2 separate regions of the Sus scrofa genome follow, and region 2 is linked to region 1. The links are chromatin contacts, called in public HiChIP or PLAC-seq maps. All regions are on one chromosome and are shown on one strand. Each heading gives the region's core, a stretch centred on a gene start, on an enhancer-like site or on the middle of the called end of the contact. The rest is flanking DNA. Distances are from core to core; before and after follow the strand shown. Region 1 overlaps ZC3H12D (probable ribonuclease ZC3H12D). Region 2 has its middle 170 kb from the start of TAB2.

The links. HiChIP or PLAC-seq counts read pairs in DNA pulled down with a chosen protein or histone mark.
Region 2: a contact with region 1 is called in an H3K27ac HiChIP or PLAC-seq map of alveolar macrophages. The contact joins two enhancer-like sites. A contact is called at or near these places in 1 of 47 Hi-C or Micro-C datasets (blood) and 2 of 2 datasets of contacts at active chromatin or transcription factors (alveolar macrophages and skeletal muscle).

What each region holds. Positions count from the first base shown.
Region 1 is chr1:16,484,914-16,491,464 of Sscrofa11.1, reverse strand. It overlaps ZC3H12D (probable ribonuclease ZC3H12D), which reads right to left. Exons shown (of 6, transcript XM_003121158.4): 3 at 4,359-4,498. Among named protein-coding and RNA genes, the nearest start is that of ZC3H12D, 25 kb to the right of the region's middle. Within about 2 kb of position 2,559, at least 2 of the 83 cell types and tissues checked have an H3K27ac peak or open chromatin away from gene starts, as enhancers often do. A contact at or near this core is called in alveolar macrophages, where this site is marked.
Region 2 is chr1:16,780,677-16,787,227 of Sscrofa11.1, reverse strand. No RefSeq gene overlaps it. Among named protein-coding and RNA genes, the nearest start is that of TAB2, 170 kb to the right of the region's middle. Within about 2 kb of position 3,042, at least 6 of the 83 cell types and tissues checked have an H3K27ac peak or open chromatin away from gene starts, as enhancers often do. A contact at or near this core is called in alveolar macrophages, where this site is marked.

The DNA of each region.
Region 1 (6,551 bases), core at 1,310-3,809:
AGTTTGGTGCAGCCATTACAACGCCTCTTAACAGGAGCTAAAATCTGCATCTCTGGCAGGTCTACTCTTTGATCTTAGTTTTGCCTCTGGAGACACACAAAAGAAATCCCTCCTCCACCTAAGTTACCCCAAAGGTAAACTGGTACTAACTAGTGTATCCTTCCCAAGTTGTTTCTCCCCCCACCCGGTCTGTGTCCTTTCCTATATGCCATGGTTCCCAGACTTTGAAAAAGTACATAATACATATATGGTACAGAGAATCACTTTTTATATTTTGGGGTTTTTTTGTTTTTTGTTTTTTGTTTTTTTTTGGCAATGCCCATGGCATGTGGAAGTTCCAGGGCCAGGGACTGAACCCTCAACACAGCAGCGACCCAAGCCACTGCAATGACAACACCGGATTCTTAACCCAAGGCATCACAAGAGAACTCCCAAGAATCACTTTTTAAAAGTGTGTGCACGATGATCATTTTGTGACGTATAAAAAAGGTCAGATCAGTATGTGGTATGCCTGAAACTAATACCATATTGTAAGTCAATTATCCTTCAACTAAAAATTATAATTAACTAGATGCCATGTGTGCAGAACTCCCTTTGAGAAATAGAACACTGCCCGTGCTTTGAGGTCCCCATTGTCCCTCAAAGCTTGCATCTCCCTCCACTCGCTCTTAAGATAACCCAGTTTTTAGAAATTTTGTGCTTATAATTCCTTGCTTTCATTTTTTGCAAAGCATATATGTGTACCCTTCAAAAGGACTATTTCCAGAGTTCCCATTGTGGCATAGCAGAAACGAACCTGACTAGGAACCATGAGGTTGCGGGTTCAATCTCTGGCCTCGACCAGTGGGTTAAGGATCCGATGTTGCCGTGAACTGTGCTGTAGGCTGAAGACTCGGCTCGGATCTGACGTTGCTGTGGCTGTGGTGTAGGCCGGCAGCTGTAGCTCCGACTGGACCCCTAGCCTGGGAAGCTCCATATGCCACAGGTGTGGCCCTAAAAAGCTAAAAAAAAAAAAAAAAAAAGACTATTTCCAATGTGATTATGAACCTCCAGATTTTACACAAGTGGAATCATCTTGTACATATTCTTTTTTTTTTTTTTTTTGTCTTTTTGCTATTTCTTGGCCTACGCCACAGCCACAGCAACACGGGATCCGAGCCGCATCTGCAACCTACACCACAGCTCACGGCAACGCCGGATCCTTAACCCACTGAGCAAGGGCAGGGACCGAACCTGCAACCTCATGGTTCCTAGTGGGATTCGTTAACCACTGCGCCACGACGGGAACTCCGTTGTACATATTCTTAGGCAACTTGTTTCTTCATTGGATATTGTGTGGCTGAGGTTTGGCGCAGAGGTTTTGCACAGAAGTCTCCTGGTACAGAAGGGCAAGGGTTCCTCTAGGGTCTGGCTCAGGAAGTGCTCTTGCCAAGTCGCAGGGAAAGGGACTTGACAAGATAATGCTGAACTGTTTTCCAAAGTGGTTATATCAAGTTACTACCCAACACAGCATCTAAGGTGACTTTGCCAGCACTTGGCATTGGCAGGTTTTGGAATTTTTCCCAGCCTGGCATGTGTATAGTGGCCTCTTGTGATTTTATTTTGCCCTTCTCTGATTACTAATACAATTGAGCATCTCTTTGTATGGTTAACAGCCCTTTGTGTTTTCTGTCAAAGGCCTATTCCTGCCTTGAGCACATTTTGCTATTGGTCCTTTGTCTTGGTCTTATTGATTTGGAGACGTTCTCTATAGATTCTGGACAATAAGCCTTCATCAGGGATACAGGATGTATAGCCTCTCCCAGTTTGAGGCTTGTCTTCATTTTCTTGTTTTGGTGGTTTCTGCTAACGAACAGAAGCTTTTATTTTAATGTAATCAAATTTATGAATCTTTCCCTGTCTCTCTGTACTTGTTGTGGTTTGTCTTCCCTACCCCAAATGATTTCCCTACTCTTTATCCGAACTATATTTAAATATTACACAACTGTCGAAAGCCACCACTCTCCATGTTCAGTGCATAAAGAATAATTTGGGAAAACCAGCTCACGATGAACACAAATATTTATCTCCCCTCCTCATAATCCCATTGGGAGGGCGTAAAGAAATATATATAAGGATGAGTGGATCCATAATTACATTAAAAATGGGCTTGAAGGGAGTTCCTGCTGTGGCGCAATGGGATCAGCGGTGTCTCTGGAGTGCCATGTCACAGGTTTGATCCCTGGCCTGGCATGGCGGATTAAAGGAAGAAGTGTTGCCACAGCTGCTGCAGCTCGGATCTGATCCCTGGCCCCACAACTCCCAAGGGGCAGCGAAAAAATAAATAAAAAATAAAGGCTGGGGGTTGCAGCAAACCCAGGGTTTTTACGCATCTTGGGAAGTCAGAAAGCAGGTGGGATCATACGAGTTGGACAGTGCAGAGGAACCACACCCAGAATGTGCACAGATGCTGATGTGGGGGTGGAGCCATTTTCCCTGAAAAGTCCCGCGTGCCTCAGTGGGAGTGGCAAGTCGGCACAAGTCAGGTGATTAACTGAGGGGCTACTCTGGGGCAGTTGCAACCATCCTTTCCTGCCTCCCTCACTATAAGGGAAGTGAAGCTAGAACTAGAAAGGAGGAGGTCCCCATGTGGCCTTTGACCTCCTAAAGGAAAACCAGCATCCTTTAGAATATGTGGTGGGCAGAGGTACCCAGCTGTCTGCCTGCGGGGTGCACTGAAGCAAAATCTGCTGGTCAACACCAATGGTCAGACCTGCCTTTTAGGGAAAGATCCAAATATCAGGAGAGAAAACCTATGGAAATTGCACAGATATGTACTTAACCAGTCAGGGTCTTTATTCACCAGTAAACACTGACAAGCAAAGAATCATCAGACTTTTGAGAAGAAGACCTAACAGCACAAAGAGGGATAGAGATGAAAAAAAAAAAAGAGAGAGAGAACTGACCCCAGAAAAACTAAATATGATTCGTGGAACTTAAAAGAATTTTTTTTAAAAAAAAGTTCTGTCTCTTTTTTCCATTTTAGTATAGAAATAGTCAAGAAGATACTGTATGCATAAAATAAGAATAGTGTTTTATTTAATAAGTAGAGGAAATCAGAAAAAGAAGAGAAGCGACTGGTAACCATTGACAGAACTGAAAATAAAACCAAAAACTTTGGGCCAAAAGGCTGGAAGAAAAAGTCAATGAAACATCCCTGCATCCCCAAGAGGCTAGCCCCACCATCACTGACTCGGCTGAAACACCAGCAATGGCTCAGCATGTGCTTCTTCTTACAGGAAAACCAAACAAACAAGCACAAACCCGTTTATTTAAAACACCGGTTCTGGAGTTCCCATCATGGCTCAGTGGTAATGAACCTGACTAGCATCCTTGAGGACATGGATTCAACCCCTGGCCTCCCTCAGTGGGTCAAGGATCCTGCATTGCCGTGGCTGTGGTGTAGGCCAGCAGCTGCAGCTCTGATTCAATCCCTAGTCTGGGAACTTCCATTTGCTGCAGATGCGGCCCTAAAAAGACAAAAAATAAATAAAACAAATAAAACACCTGTTCTTTGTAGCTTACGATATTCCTCATTGATGTAAGATTTAAAAATAAAAAAAGTCCTGGGTCTCAGTTGCCTGTGTTGTTGTTATTGTTTTTAATAATGAAGAGATTGGACCAGCTCTTCCAGTCAATAAACATCACTGGACCCAATGAATGTCTCTTTCAGTTTCTATATTCCTTGAGGGATGGGATGCAGACCCAGTCTTTCTACAGAGTGATAAAAATTGTAAGACACAATTATTTTGGGAACTTAATCATTTGTACTAAAAGATTAAATACTTAGTTCGTTTATCTATCACCAGCTATTTATTTATTGAGGACCTACCGTAGGCCAGCTACTATGCTCAGGGCATGGGCTCTGGCAAGGACCATTCATAGTCAGTGCTTTCTTGGAGCTTATAGTCCAGTGAGGAAGAAGTTCCCATCATGGCTCAGTGGAAAGGAATCCGACTAGTAACCATGAGGACATGGGTTTGATCCCTAGCCTCGATCAGTGGGTTTAAGGATCTGGCGTTGCCGTGAGCTGTGGTGTAGGTCACAGACGCGGATTGGATCTGGCATGGCTGTGGCTGTGGTATAGGCCGGCAGTTGCAGCTCCAATTTGACCCCTAGCCTGGGAACTTCCATATGCTGCACGTTTGGCCCTAAGAAAAGAAAGACAAAAAATTAAAAAAATAAAAAATAAATAGTCCAGTGAGGAAAACAGGCCACATCAAACAATTAGTAAGTAGATAATTGACTGTAACTGTCCCAGGATTACTGCCAAGGAAAGGCACATGGTAGCTCCTGAGCAGGTATCTGCTCCAGCATACCTCTGATCGGGGTATCAGATCTCGGTGGGTCTTTCCTCCAGGAAGGCACAAAAACTTTGATGTAGGTGTGTCCTCTGTCCCTGAACCAGTCTACAGCCAGCTGGATTCCCCGGCAAGAGAAGGCTTCTTTATTTCCGTGGCTACAATGAGAAAACAAAGAAATCTGTAGAGAAACAGGAAGAGTTCCTAAAGAGTGATTGTTTTTCTGGCAGAGCCTAGATCATAGTCTCATGATCAAAAGGAATTAGGCAAATCTGCATTCTGAAAATAGACATTCTTTACACAAAATATATCCCTTAACTGGAACCACGTAACTTTTGATAACAAGCAGAGGCTGTCGGGCTCCAAGGGCAATACATTCCAAGGATTAATAGACAAGATCTTCTTCAGGGAGTCCCCGCTGTGGCTCAGTGGGCTACGAACCTGACTAGTATCCATGAGGATGCAAGTTCAATCCCTGGCCTCACTCAGTGGGTAAAGGATCCAGAGTGGCCGTGAGCTGCGGTGTAGGTCGAAGACGCGGCTCAGATCTGGTATTGCCATGGCTGTGGTGTAAAGCGGCAGCTACAGCTCTGATTCAGCCCCTAGCCTGGGAACCTCCATATGCTGCAGTTGCAGCCCTGGGGAAAAAAAAAAAAATGGACAACATCTTCTTATTATCTGAAGCTGATAAGGCTCAAGAGAGGGTTGTCTATGTGTTATGGGGCCTCCCAAGTCCAAGTAAGTAGGGTCAGTGTGCCCCACAACTTCCACTGAAGCATCAGTCGATGGAGGCAAGCGGGAAAGAGTAGTGCGAGAGGCGGTTCAAGCCCAGGCAGGGACCTGCATGCCTTATTAAAGGATTTTTCCTGCTCCTAAGAGGAGGGAGATGGATTTTAAGACTTGAGGGTCTGTGTGATCTCATCTGATCGGATGTCTGTTTCAGGAAAGCTCAACCTGGCAGCACAGAGGACTAAGTTGGAAGGGAGCAAGAGTGGAGGAGGGACACCTCTAAGAAGATGTTTAGTCACCAAAGCAAGAGTGACGTGGAGCGGGCTGGTGGTGGTGTGTACGAGAGAAGAGTTTGTGAACTTGAGAGATACTAGAAGGTAAAAATCTCCAGAACGTGGTGATGGGTTGAGCACAGGGCTGATAGAGAAAAAGGTGTTGAGGAGGCTTCTAGATCTCTGGCGTGAATAAGGGGGCAGCAGGCTCCCTGAGACAGGGGGTTCTGGAGGAGGACAGCAGTTAGAGAAAAAGGTCATGAGTGGGGTTGGAGGAGCTCTGGGACCTCTAAGTGGAAATGTTAAATAAACAGCTAGGCTTCAGAAGTGAGTTCTGGGCAAGAAAATGTGTGAGTCATCCGTTTAAGCAACAGTTGGAGCCATGGCGTGGAGAGAATTGCCTGATTGTCCAGAGAGAGAGTGAGCGGCTGAGGGCTGGACCGGGAGGAACCCTGGAACTCAGCAGCTGGTGGAGTAGAGGAGGACAATCATACAAAAGAGACAAAATGCATCTACCAGAGAAGAAGGGGGTAAAGCAGAAGAGGCTGCACCGTGGAAGCCACGGGAAGGAGGCAGCCGAACGCTGCTCCCAGGGACCAGTGAAATCTGACATCCCTCAGACTTAGTCATTGGAGGTCAACGGCTACTTGCTGGAGAGGGAGACAGGTGCAGAGATTTGAGACACTGAGAGTACAGACTCAAAGGGACACAGCCGTGGATGGGAGGCAGCCTGGCCTTAAGAGTGGATCACACTCTGCTCACAAATTTCACCCCAGCCGCCCGCATTCCTTCAGCCCTTTGTCCTGATCATGCACCCCCCGCCATGCTCACCACAGGGCCTTTGCACACACTACTTGTTCCCCCCTGGGCCCAGTCCACTGCTCCTTCAGATCCCAGCTTCATCTTCACCTCCTCAGGAAAAGCATCTGCTGGCCTCTACACCCATCAGATTCCCAGCACTTGTCCTTGGAGCACCGCCCTCCTTCCTGGCACTTATTGGACACGCACCCTCGCCCCTGGGATGAACTGGGTCTCCCCCCATTTCCAGATCATAGGTTTCTTTTGCTACCTGTTGAATCTTCAGCGCTTAGCATGGTGGTGCCAGATAACTGGTAAGGGTTTAATGAAACCATGTTGAAGGAATGGATGACTGAGAAGAAATGGGTCTTGTGAGCAGCTGGAGGAGGCAGAGCCCAGGCGGAGGGAAGGG
Region 2 (6,551 bases), core at 1,793-4,292, 300 kb before region 1:
CACAACCTCATAGTTCCTAGTTGGATTCGTTAACCACTGAGCCACGATGGGAACTCCTGCTGGGAAGATTTAGAGTTACTATGCATCCAATACTTGGCACAAATGCTCGATCCCACTAGAAAAGCACAGCAGAGATCAATCTGCGGGGTGAAAAAAATAACCTGAAAAATGCTTCCTACTGCAGGAGAGGGAATGTAGACATAAAGCAGTGTGTTTTTGTTGTGTTGGCAAGAACGTTTGGGCAGAGATGTATTATGGCCACTTCAAAGACAGAGTTCTGAATCGGTTCAGGAACGAAATCTGCCTCGCTTTTTTCACCAAGCTGCCGAAGGATCTGTGCTCTGTGAAACGCTGAATAGTATAAATGAGACCACTCAGGGTCTGAGCCCTGCAGTTCTGCGTGTCAACACTCTGCATACTCCCCTTCTTAATAAATGGATAAATTCTACATTTCGACAACGGTGACACTCTCCATGTCCTCCGTGGCGGCTACTTTGTTGGCCGCGCTCAGGAAGCCTGAAAGGCTGCGGAGAATGTTAACAGGCCTCAAACGCGGCCTTTCGTGGCAGGCTCTTAGAAGGTGGTGCAGCGAGAAGCTTCTGAAGCGGGCCCAAGCTAAACACGGGATTTGTCACACGCATGGCAATGACATAAAACTGGTGTGTGATGGTGCCCCTGGTTTTTCTGAAATGCGAGACTCTGGTCCAACCTCTGGACGGGAGGCAGCTGCTCTAGTGAGTTACGTTTTCATCAAATAGCCTTAGAAGCCAGAATCCTTTGTGTGGGGCAAGGAACAGTCACTGGCTCTTTTCTGTTTCCACCGAGGCCAGGACAGGAGGAAATAAAATGGATCAAACAGCACAGACAGGATTTAGTTTGACACAAGAGAAAACATCCTGCCGGTGAGAATTATTGAACAGTCAGGGAGAACTCTGGGGGCAAGCATACAGCCCTCTTCTCTGAATATTTTTTTATTGTTTTTAAAGAATTTTAATTAAAGTACAGTTGATTTACAATGTTCGGTCAATTTCTGCCCTATGAATGTATTTTTTTAAAAGCACCTCAGCTTGGACTGAGGGGAGAAGGCTCTCTGAATCAGGGACCAGCAACCAACATCCCTAAAGGGGGTACCTGTTTACCAGCTCACTTTCTGAAATACTGATGGAGAACACAAGGCCCTTTAGACTGCCTCGTGTACCAAACCTTCCCATAATTGTGGCCAATGGCCTTCTCTTTTAAAGGAGAAATAATGCCAGTGTGAACCATGGGACTCAGATAACTTCTTTTTTTGGCTGCATGCACAGCATATGGAAGTTCCCAGGCCAGGGATCGAAGCCAAGACACCGCTGCGACCTATGCCATGGCTGCAGCAATGCCAGATCCTTAACCCACTGTGCAGAGTCAAGGGTCAAACCCACGCCTCAGCAGTGACCTGAGCCCTGCAAAGACAAGGCCAGATCCTCACCCCGTGCAGCTAATTTCCTAAAGGCCAACCGTGTTGCTTCTCCCAGGGAATGCAAGTCTAATGAACTAGGTTCACCCTGGGCTACAAGCTGAGGTGGGCCCCTGGGTGACAGGCCGAGGGGGAGCTGCGAATGTTAGAGAGGATGAAAGGGAGGCAGGATGGCCCCGGGATCACTCATCCTCTTCTTCACAGTTTTATCGAAGCTTCTATCAACCTACACAACCGCTGAGCAGTAGTGTCCTCTCCTGCCCGTATCCGCCCCAAGGCTGTGAACTCCTTGTGTGAGGATGAGAAGATGAGGGAGACTCCCTCTACACCTGTCATCCTCTGATCCTGAGATGCCTCGATTTTCCCCAGAGCCACACACCCTGCCTTCAAGGGAAGCTCAGAGTGTCCCCAGTAGGAGGCGCATGACATGCATCAGCTCAAAGGAGGATCATTAAGGACAGGGGTAGAACATCTACTAGGAACATAAAGAGAGCATCTATAATTTCATAACAACAGCTAAAACTTATGGAGAACTTCATACATGCCAGGGAAAGTATTCTAAGCTCTTTTCACGTGTTATCTCATGTGGTCCTCACAAAGCGCTTTGTTATTCCCTTTCGTGGACACCCTGGGGGGAACTGTTCACTCAAGGGGTTAGGGATCCTTAGTCTCCCATTGGGTCAGGGAGCAGCTGGGCAAGTCTCTTTTTCTTTCTTTCTTTCTTTCTTTGGGCCACACCTGCGGCATATGGAAGTTTCCAGGTTAGGGATCGAATTGGAGCTACGGGCTGCCAGCCTATGCCACAACACCTGATCCTTAACCCACTGAGCAAGGCCAGGGATTGAACTTGCAGCCTCAGGGATCCTAGTTGGGTTCATTACCACTGAGCCCCAAGAGGAACTCCTCTTTTCTCTTCCTTGAGTCACCCCTCCCTTGGTTCTCTGGTGACTCGTCTCTTCCTCTGAGCTTGCAGGGTGAGGCTGGATAGCCGTGACTGAGAAGCACCCACGGAGCCCCAGGGACGCGAGGAAGGAGGGAGAGGATTAGACCCGTTCTGTTCCAGGAATCGAAAGAGAAGGCCGTGACCTCAGCCTTTCCATCACATCCTTCTCTGGAAGCAGGACTAAGACCACTCTCGCTGCTACCCTCGCCCACACTCCTCTCACTGAGCCAGAAAAAAAAAAACCCTCACAGTCATTGTCATCACAGCCCTCCAGACAGCCTGGACTCGAACTGGCAATCACAATGAAATCCTTTTGCCCTCCCTACCTAACGCAGAGCGGGTTTTCCTTTAAGCATCTCAAACCCACATACACCTCAGACAGAACACGTATCCTGGCAGAACAGCCCAATCAGTAAATCACACTGACAATAACAAAGGTGTCACCAGCTGGTCACACACAGCTCTGCTGAACCTCCCCCCACTTCCTGGTCCTGGGCACATCCCCTGATAATACTCAGAAGCGCTGTCTAAGCACCCCCCCCCCTTTGCTGCCTGGACCAATTCATGATAGCAGTAAAGGTGGGAAGAGAAGAGGGTGCTGGAGGGGGGGGGTCTTGGCCTTAAGCTGGGAGTACTGGGTGCTGCTCCCCACCCAGGCCAGGAGGGGGAGCAGAGCCTCTGTAGAGATTTCCAGGTCTTGCTCCAGCCCGGACACCAGCCAGAGGGAGAATGTCTGGGATGGGCCCACAGGGGACTCGCCCAGCTTTTCAGGCACAGTGTTCACCTCTTCAATTAAAGGACCTTCAGCCCTGTTCCCCGTGAAACCCACACACCAGCTGCCTCTTACCTCCCCAGCTCCTGGAAGAAAAAGAAGTCTGAAGAACCAATGAGAGCCTGCCCACAGGTAATGTTTTTATCTCAAAAGGACTTGAAATTGGTGTGTGGAAGACATTTGCAGCAGTGACTGAGAAGTTGCTCTCCACATTAAAAAGGAAATGTTTCTGCAGAGTTTCTGGAGAGTCCAGAGGAAAAGAATATAGAAGACGGAAAAGGGCTTGGCCACTACCCCTGGTCACAGCAGATGGAGCAGGAATCTCTTTCTCTGGCTCCCGCAAAGGAAACCAAAGTGTCTTGGAAGTGGATGGTTTTTCTTAGGGGGACAAAGCAGAACAGTTGTGCTCATTGCTTTCCCTTTCAGCTATTTCCCCTCAAGGAAAGAGGTTAATAAGGCAGTTATGGGTGGGTTGGAGTTTTTCTTTCTGTCTTTTAAAGTGGCTAGTTAGCTATCCCTGCTACATGTGGGGATGAAATTCCAAGTTCACCTTTTCACATGAAGTCCAGAGGGGTAACAATAGAGCTTTTCACGAAAAGAATTTTTTTTTTTCACCCTTAGGACATGATTCAAATAAAACTGCAGAAAAAAGAAGATGATGTGGGAAGAGAATCAGGGTCATGACTCTGGCAAAAGCCAAAAATGAGGAAAAGAAACATGAGCAAGAACCCACAAAAAGACCAAGAAAGACGGTGAAAGAAGAAAGAACAGGGTCATGGAGAATGCCCGAGCATTAAGGCCCAGCATGTGTTTATTCCTTCTTTTGAATCTCTCCCATTTGGCAAAGTTGAATCCAAGAGAATTCAGGGAATAAAATGGTCAAACCTTCATGTTTTCACCACTGAGTAGAAACTGGTGTATTCTCATGATCATTGCCTTCAAGCCCCAACTTGCTCATACAGCCCACACTTTCTGCTGTGATAACTTGGAGAGATGAGAAAAGAAAAGACTCCTGGAGAAATGACAGGAGATGCTGCTGGGCTAGTTCTTGCCTGACTCTGTTGAAAGTCAGATGGTGAAACTCAATCTTCCTGAAATCTATTTCTCCTGCTGAGCTTATGATTAACTACTCTATCCAGAACTGTACTTCTGTTCTTGTTTTGCCCCTGTTTCCCTCAGGATTGGGAGTATTAAAGATAAGGGGGGATTGAAACTGAGCAGAACGCTGCAGGGCCCTTCTGGGTACAAAAGCATCTCTGTGTTCCCTGTTTCTTGTTTGTAGAAAAAGGCTTTAGTCTCCTAGGTCTTCCCTGAGTTCCAAAGAACAGACTTAAGCAGTTACTAATTAGGGAAGTAAGGGAATGCAGAAAGAAAGGGAAAAGAGTCAAGCAAGAAAAGTAATGATAGCTTGGGAGTTCCCATTCTGATAATTAGCCTGACTAGTACCCAGGAGGATGCAGGCTTGACCCCTGGTCTCACTCAGTTGGTTAAGGATCTGGCATTGCCGTGAGCTGTGATGTAGTTTGCAGACACGTCTCAGATCTGGCCTTGCTGTAGCTGTGGTATAGGCCAGCAGCTGCAGCTCCAGTTCTACCCCTGGGAACTTCCATATGCTACAAGTGTAGCCCTAAAGAGCAAAAGAAAAAAAAAGAAAAGCAATGATAGCTGAAACAATAGTTCAGCACAGAGTCCTCCTTCTTTCTCAAGGAATATACAGGACAGTCTTATGCATATCTTGGAGTTATTCTGAAGAAATTAATAGCCCCCTTCTCCCCCATGTGGAGGTTGGTGACTACCTGCTGAACGCGAGCACATAGAACCCAGGCACTTGGAACCAGAAAGCTGATGATTAAGAGTTCCAAAACATCACCCAATAATCTCACCACCAACCAATCAGAAGAAAGTCCAGGAGCTGCAACCCTCACCCAAAATATTGCCTTTAAAAGCCCTTCCCTGAAAGCCACCAGGGAGTTTGAGTCTTTTGAGTATGAGCTGCCAATTCTCCTTGTTTGGTGCCCTACAATAAATGCTGTACTTTCCTTCACCACCACCCGGTGTCAGTAGGCTGGCTTTGTTGCATGGTGGGTGAGCAGACTAAAGTTTGTTTGGTAACAATTTAATGGAGAACTACCTAGAATTTAGGAACAGATTCAAAGAGAGCTCTGAGTCTCAAGAGGAAAACATCCTTTGGTAGCATCTCTGGGACTTGCAGATAGGTTTCTACTTTGAAGTCCTGGATTTTCAGATAAGTAATGTGTTACTTGCAAAAGTAGTCTGATTATCCATCAGGCAACATTCATAGGTTCAGTAGGAATTCATAGGAGCAGAAAGGCACTAATGAGGGTCTTGACATGATCTGGGGGCCCCAAGAATATAGAAAGATCAATCTTCTCTGTCATGTTTGGCTCTTGAAAGAAGAGACAGATAGGGGATTCTGGGGAAAAGAAAGAGTACTGACAGGCAATAAAAGCTGAGTTTCTGAAATTTTCACAAGAGGCTTCTACATCCTCCATGTATACTATGATATTGAACAAAGTCTTTGTTTCCCACTGTTCATTTCTTAACCTATCTAAAACAATTAATGAGAAAGAAAACCTGTATAAATAAAGTGTCCTTTAGACTAGCCCATTAAAAAAAGAGCTGTACATTTAAATGCTGCACACAACAAAATAATACTTATTGAAAGGAAAGGGAAAAAATAGACCCCCAAAGGAGGGGAAAGAGCGAGAGGTTCTAGATAAAGAGACACATTTCCTACCAAAAGAAGTATGCAAACAAAATAGACTGGGCAAAAGACGCTAGAGGAAAAGCGAAGGAAGCTAAACAATGGCTTTATTGATTTAAGACATGTGGATTTCATTAGGAAAGCTGAATGCATAAAAATGGGTTGTGATATCTGAACCAAGGCAAGGAGCAAAATTAGGTCACAGAGCTCCTTGGACAAAAGAAATGATGAATCTTTATTAGGGAATTGGACTCAGAGGTAAGAAGAAAAAAAAAAATAACTCTTTTCCTCCTCAACCCCCCTTTGGAGATTTTTTTAAGCCTTCAAAGGTAAATCTACATGCTGAACTAAAATGGTAAATCCCAGAGCCCCCCTTTTTGACATAGCATCTGCACTGCCAAAGAATCCCTGGTCCAGAAACTGGAGATTCCTGGGGAAAAACACTCATGCTGATATGGAAATAAATAATGGAGAGATCAAAGCAACACTTGTAAGATGCCCCAATGGCCCCAACGCAAAGCTGCAGCTGAATTCGAATGTAATAAAGTAGCCATAATAATATTGTTTCCCTTGGATAGACATTTTCCTCTGAAGACCTCATAACCCATGGTAGCTTATATAAAGTTGATATGCTGTTCATATGGGAGCCTCGTTTTAA